Regions from separate parts of the Mus musculus genome. Here region 1 is linked to region 2. The links are chromatin contacts, called in public promoter capture Hi-C maps. All regions are on one chromosome and are shown on one strand. Each heading gives the region's core, a stretch centred on a gene start, on an enhancer-like site or on the middle of the called end of the contact. The rest is flanking DNA. Distances are from core to core; before and after follow the strand shown. Region 1 holds the start of Exosc6 (exosome component 6). Region 2 holds the start of Ist1 (increased sodium tolerance 1 homolog (yeast)).

The links. Promoter capture Hi-C pulls out the DNA fragments that hold promoters and counts their contacts.
Region 1: a promoter capture Hi-C map of second pharyngeal arch cranial neural crest shows a contact between it and region 2. The contact joins the promoter of Exosc6 here to the promoter of Ist1 in region 2. A contact is called at or near these places in 3 of 39 promoter capture datasets (cranial neural crest, pre-B cells and second pharyngeal arch cranial neural crest).

What each region holds. Positions count from the first base shown.
Region 1 is chr8:111,054,999-111,058,487 of GRCm38.p6, reverse strand. It overlaps Exosc6 (exosome component 6), which reads right to left and starts at 2,149. Exons shown (of 1, transcript NM_028274.4): 1 at 824-2,149. The coding sequence starts at 2,117. The coding sequence ends at 1,296. It overlaps Aars (alanyl-tRNA synthetase), which reads right to left. Exons shown (of 21, transcript NM_146217.4): 21 at 2,919-3,469. The coding sequence ends at 3,284. It also overlaps a transcript of Gm38523 not described here.
Region 2 is chr8:109,691,768-109,695,392 of GRCm38.p6, reverse strand. Ist1 (increased sodium tolerance 1 homolog (yeast)) reads left to right here and starts at 2,099. Exons shown (of 10, transcript NM_028018.2): 1 at 2,099-2,209. It also overlaps a transcript of Zfp821 not described here.

The DNA of each region.
Region 1 (3,489 bases), core at 900-3,399, 1.4 Mb before region 2:
CAACTGTGGTGGTCTTGCAGGAGGCACCTGACAGGGCCCTGAACCCAGTGAACACTGTTGGCTCTCACAAAATGAAGGTTGCTTCCTTGCCCACGCACCACTAAACTTGGTAGTGTGTCAATTTTTCTGCAGCCACAGTAGTGAAACACACTTGCATCCCTACAGTGACACCAAGCTGTAAGGTTGTGTGTGCTAACCTAACCAACCTCTTGTGCTGGGATTAAAGGCGTGTACCACCACCACCCAGCCAAAATGTATACTTTTTTCTTGACACTTATTAAGTAACCCCTTACTTAATAAGTGCCACACAGCTTCCTCCAATTCAACCCTAAGTGAAGAAAAGCCCCTATAATCCTGGTCAGGCCCGCTCTGCCTTATGGAATAGCCAGGCTGTAAGCGATGCCACAGTATTTAGGTGGTCCCCATTTGAGTAGTCCATTGCTGCACTGAGCCTTAGTGCCAGGAGCCAAGCCTGGACAGGACACCAGGATGGGACTGGGCGTCCTTCCAGAGCATAATCCTTCAGTTACCCAACTCCTAGACATGATTTTGTCCTAAAGGAAAGGATAGGGGGGCACCAGAACTTCTTTTAACTCTCTCCAGTTCCCTCCCCCCACCCCCAAAAAACAGGGGTTTCTGTGTGTAGCCCTGGCTGTCCTGGAGTCTCCTCAGACTTATCACCTCAGCAGCTGCCCCAGACAATGCTCCAGGGCACGAGGTTTCTCCTACAAAGCACATCACCCCTTCTTAGTTACAGTGGGCTAATATGAACACTTAAGGCAGTAATGACTCGGAGCCCTTGAAAACACAGACTCAACACACACCCAGTTCAGAACAGCATTGTTTCTAACTCTAGTATCAAGAAAAAACACAACAGATGTATTTCCAGTCATAAAATAGTTTTTATGTTTTACTCTGAGTAGTGAGAAGGCAAAGTCCCCTGGTCCATCCTCTCAAAAGAATCAGTTTATTATGTATTGGAGCCAATGGCTGGCCTGCACTGGGTCCATCTCCTACAAGACCATAGCCCCTTATCTCATTTACTAGGTAAATCCAGCCCAAGTCCTTTCCAACTTGGGAGTATGGCTGCTTTCAAATCTCTCCAACTGGATCGTGTTTCCAACGGCCTTTTAAACCTTTCCAACAGAGCTGTCCAGTGCTTTGGTTCTGTGCGCCCAACTGCCCCACTCTTCGTTTCTCAGCTCTGCGGAGTCAGGCGACCATCAGCGCTTGGTCCTTTAGGGAGAGAAGGGCGATAGCAGTCCTCGAATCCTCGTCGCTCCGGTTTTTTCCAATCAGGGTGGGGCGGCGGCACCCCTCCGGCGGGCAGCCCGCACCAAACACTGCTGCAGCACTGGGTAGAGGCGCTGGCAGCCCTCCAGGCCCAGGCGCACAGCATCGGTCCAACTCTCAGTCTGCCCGCCTTCCCCACTGCCCAGTAACCCGGCCACCTGATTGAGCACAGGCATGAGGGCCACCGTGAGACCGGCCGCGGAGTGCTCCTCCTCCAGCCGCGTGGGGTCCAGCAGCCAGGTCGGGGAGGGTCCCGGGGTGAGGCTCAGGCCGCAGCCCACCACCAGATCGTACATCTCCACTCCCGCGTCGGCCAGGGCGAGCGCGGCCGCGGTGAGCGCCGCGGCCAGCGCACAGCCGCCGTCCTCCAGCAGCAGCGCCGACACCTCGAGCTGAGCACGCGGGTAGCGCCCCAGGCGCACGGCGGGCTCCAGAGCCTCCTGTAGCGCCAGTCCCAGCTCGCGATCCTCCCCGCCGCCGCCCTGGGGCGCGCGACGCCGGCGACCGGAGAAGGGAGCGCGGCGGAAATCGCAGAGCAGGCGACCCCGGAGGGCAGCGGGAGCTTCCCCGCCCGCTCCCGCAGGGCCGCTGCCGCGCTCGCCGCCCTCGGCCTGCCGCGGACCGGACACGGCGCACAGCACCTTGGTCCCGCCCGCCTCCAGGTAGGCGGAGCCCTTGGCCTGGCTCAGCAGCCCGGCGCGCGCGTACACCGGGCGGAGCCGCGTCGGGTCGCGAGCAGCGGGCGTCTCGTCGTCTTCGGCCGCGTACAGCTGCGGCGGCTGAGACTCCTCCGGCCCGCGGATGCGGCGATGGTCTCCCGGCATGGCGGCTACCGGCGTGCGAGCTACTTCCGCCTGCTGGGCTGCCCTTGCGCACCCGGCTCTTCCGCTCGCTTAAAGATGCGCGCCCGCGCAGAGCCTATCGGGAGAGCGGTAGGTGTGCGCGCTGCCACCTAGCGGAGTGGAGGAAGAACGGCGAGGTATAGCTGGACTCCTATGCTGGTACTTTAGCTAGTCCTAAGGAACGGATCTGTTGTTATTCCTAGAAGTTTGCATTCAGACTGTTTCACATAAGCTTGCCCAAGGTGAGAGGTTTTTGTTTACTCGTGCAATTAGTCCTCTGGCTGCTTCAACACTTGTTTAATAAATGGACGGTATCTCTCTTTGTACAACTAGATATTTCTAACACTCTGAGGAACTGTCATAAGCAGACAGTATCTCTGCTTCCAGACCCTGCTGTTTGTAGATTCATACAAATTGCATTTTAGGGCTGGGCCAGGGTCTTGAACCTACTTTAGGTTAAAGCAGTAGGGGTGGGGCAGTTAGTAGGACACACCTACATGTTCATACTGCCTATATCAGTTGTCTGACCTCATATCAGCAGCCTCAAACAGGCATGTGGACAGGCATGGTGGAGGTTGTCCTAAGAGACTAAGAACAGTGGTTCTCCACTGGAAGCAACTCAGAATTATTTTCCTCCACCCTTCTATTGAATTTCCTGAACTTTCAGGAGTCTGGGAGTCTATTCGGTGATACCATCAACCAGAAACAGGCTGGAACCGTAACAGATATACAGGAGCCAGGGCTCACCTCAGGACAAGAAGCAGAGCGCATGACATCACCAAGTATTGCACATGGTCCTTTTTATTTTCTGCAGAGAAAAGGCTTCCTTCCTCTGCAGACCTAAAGCCTCAGGCTGGCAGAGTGACCTCATCTAGATGTGATCATGACGTTAAAAAGCATTCCTGGGTAGTGATTTTAGACAGATGGTGCTGACATGAATGGGCTCAGAGCAGTAATGGAGGGGGGCAATGAATCACAGGACAGCTCCAGGCGTGTTCCCATTACCGCTGGATCAGGACGGACAGGGCTGCTGAGAGGTCCCATGACTCCAATGTCTTCGTGGCGGGAGGAGAGCTCCTGGCTGAATTCCCGCCTTCGGACATGTCTGGTTGATGGCGAGTTGCTTTCCCGAGAGGGCTTCCCTCCCATCAGTTCTTCACATCTCCCAGACGGAGCTGGGCAAAGGAGGTAGCCAGCTGCAGTGCTTCCTGAAGGCAGCCCACGTTCTTGCCTGTGGCCTGGGCGGACATGTCCTTGCCACCGCCTTTACCATCCATCAGGCCTGAAACCTGCTGGACCCACTCGCTGGCTTTCAGTCCCCGGTTGGCTGCATTCTAGGAGATAGGAGGGGAAA
Region 2 (3,625 bases), core at 850-3,349:
ACAGAACTTATGGGTAGTCTCTATATAGTAAAGGAATTTATTGATGACTTACAGTCTGCAGTCCAATTCCCAACAATGGTTCAGTCGTAGCTGTGAATGGAAGTCCAAGGATCTAGCAGTTACTCAGTCCCACACGGCAAGCAGTCAACGGAGCGAGAGCACAACTTCCTTCTTCCAATGTCCTTATATGGTCTCTAGCAGAAGGTGTAGCCCAGATTAAAGGTGTGTACCACCACACCTTTAATCCCAGATGACCTTGAACTCAGAGATCTCACTGTCTTCAAGATCTCCATACCAAGATCCAGGTCAGAAACTTCTATCTCCCAGCCTCCAGATCAGGGTCACTGGTGACCCTTCCAATTCTGGATTGGAGTTCATTCCAAATATAGTCAAGTTGACAACCAGGAATAACCACTACAGAGATCCCCTGGGGTTGAAATTAGGTGGTTTTGAACCACCTGTCACAGGTGCTGGAAACCCAACTCTTGTCCTCTGGAAAAACAGTGTTCACTCTTAGCCACTGAGCCATTTCTTCAGCCCTGACTTCAGTATCTGAAAACATAATAAAGCTAGCAAGGACACTCCAGTCCTCATCACCATTAAACAAACAAACTGAAGCTTTATGGCTGCCATTTTACCTTTATACACATAGGCATTTCTTACATGAAAAGATTTTATACAAAATAACAATATCTGATATGTATGCCTTTATTATCTAATGACATTCATCTGAAAAAAAAAAAGGATTGGTTAGTTTGAAACTGTATCTAAACAATGTCCACACACATTCGCACCTTCGGTTGGGTTGTCCCTAGGCACTTTAAATATGAACAACCTGCCCCTTAAGTGCTGCGATACTTTTCTATCATCGGAGCCAAACAACAGCCATCTTCAGGAATGTAGCTGTGCCCAAAGATCATCATATTTGAAGGAGGGGCCAAGAGGGTCTTGGAACCCTCACCTGGGTATGCCTGCAATCGATACCAGCTGTTGAACGTACTTCCGCCCTAATTACGTGTAGCCTGGGGAGGGGCTAGAGTGTGGGCTGGAGAGCAGTAGGGAAGTGGGCTCCATCCATGCCAGGAAGCCTTCATTTCTACTGGATACTTTCCAGTGCAAGCTTATTTGAAGGAGAGTGATTACTCACTTGCTTGTTAAGTGACTTGTCACCTATGGTCTGTAAATGAGCCCAATAAACTAATTTGTGCTTCAGGGGAAATTTTTCTATCATTGTACTTTGTTGTTGGGACTGTGTGTGTAGAAAGTGTTAGCCACAAATGTCATGATCTCATTGCAGAACTACAATTTTTCTATGCAAATATTTTGCTGGGGGAACGATCTGAACATTTTATGGGAACCAAATATTGTGTAATTCTAAGGTCCTAGTATCCTGGAGCTTTGAACAGCGGCACATGGTTACAAGCCAGTTATTTTCAATTCATATTATCCTCCCAAAGTAACCTGCAGTCCTCGTTTTACCACTGACCCAAGACAAGCCACAGTTTTGGTCTTGATAGCTGTGGCCTCATAGCAGGGCCAAGAGCCAGAGAACAGGAAGGCTCTTTCTCGCTTTCAAGCCCAGAAAAGCCTCTGAATACAGATACAAAATAAGAGCGAGAGTGGAGGCTGTGCAGAGTACATTAGTGAAGGTGCGGGGCGGACAGTGTCGGTGGAAAGAGAGGCGGTGGAGGAAAGTCGGCTCCACAGCGCTGAATCTCGCCCAACCATCCCTCCGAGGTCGGAGTCCCAGGACCGACCGACCGACCGACCGACCGACCGGTGAGCTAAGTGGGGAAGCCAGACTCCGCTCGGATCCGCGGGCGTTTGCGAGACAGTCTGCAGCCGGTTTTTCCAGGGGCTGGAAGAATCTGGAACAAGGGTACCGGGCACAGAATCCAGGAGAAGCCTCCACCCGCCCCGCCGCGCCCGGGGCAAATTGCAAGGCGCGCCCTTAGCAAATGACTCAACCCACTGCGTGACGTTAAGTGTCACAAGTCAGGTCCCACGCCTCCGCCGTGGGAAATAGTCCCTCGCTCCGCCCCTTGTTGTGTGCGCAGCCAATCCCTGCTAGGTAGGGCGTGGCTAACACCGCCCCCTTGGATTCCTCCGCTCGAGTCCGCGGTGGGGAGGTCGAGGGAGTCGCCATTTTGGATGCCGAGCGGCTCCTCGGAAGTCGGCTTCTTCCGTTTTCACGTCCGGATCCCTCCAGGTGAGCGTGCCCTCCTTAGACCTAAGCATCTTTGTCTCCCTCTTCCATCTACGTCCCGCTTTTACGGAACCCCAGCGTTAGTCTGTAGGACCGTGAGGACAAGCCGTCCGCGCCGTGTCAGCGGGGGAAGCCCTGGCAGTCGGGGTCAGGCCTGAGGTCGGGCTCCGGCCGTGGGAGGAGGTGGGACCGCCTAGACAGGTGCTGGCGTCGCTGTTGCCCCCGGCATGAGCCGGGCACTGAGGAGACACCCCTCTGCAGTGCGGTCGGGTCGGGACCCTGAGGGAGGCCTTGTCCCCACCGCCGCGGTTGCTGCGGGGTGAGTCAGACCAGGAGAGCCCGAGGGAGCGCTCCTCTTCCGGGTCCTGGGGTCAGGCGTGGCCCTCAGGACCTTGAACTTGAGCTAGGATGCGGACCGGACCAGGGCTGCGGCCGACTGATGTCAGGGGGAGGCTACGGGGGCTTATTGTGTACAGTCTGTTGTTGTTGAATGGCTCCCGGGAGGAGACTGTCATTTCTTTTGTTGTGCCTTCTTGGTGTTTGTTCTGGTTTTGTTTGTTTTTGTTTTTGTTTTTGTTTTTTTGTTCTTACGAGAACAAAACAGTATAATCCCTCCATCAAACAATCAACCTGTGTTTCATTGTTTCAGTCAGACTTTTCCATTTCCATATGCATGTCTTTTTCCAGCTTAGTAAAATATTAGTCGGTACATTTGTTAACATCTCACACCCTTCAAGGTTTTTTGACCTTCGTGGGGGAACTTCACCGCATCCTTGTGTTTAAGTCACGCGGCTTCTTAACATTTTCACTTGATAAAAACAATGCTTTCTTCCCCTGATTACTTTCGTAGCCTTTCTCTTTTTCTTCTTGTGCCTCTGGTTTCTAACAAGACCCGAGCCTCTAGAGTCCTTAAGTAGACTCTGATCCACTTAATTTAGGCTCTAATCGGGATCAGGTCCCAATTATATGTAACCTTTTGTGGTTTAAAGTGCCAACACTTCCCAAAACGAAGTGTAGTCTATGAAAATTATTTCATGTGGAACCCTTAAATTACTGATAACGAGGTTTCCTTTTTTTTTTCTTTAAATATTTATTTTATGTGTATGGTGTTTTGCCTAGACCCTTTATCTAGGGTCCCAGGCATATCTGCATCATGAGTGTGCTTGGTGCCTGTGGAGTTCAAAGAGGGTTTCAGATCCCCTGGAACTAGAGTTATTGGGCCGTTGTGAGCCACCGTGGGGGTGTTGAGAATTGAACCCAGGTCCTCTGCAAGTAAGCACCAGGTAGGCTAGGAGCTGGATTGAATGACGAGGAGGAAGGCTCATGTGGTGGCTAGGCATTTAGAGGCCCTTGTGGCCAAGCCTGGTATAAGTTGATCCTTGGTACTTGCATGAAAGAGTACCCACAACTGTTCCACGC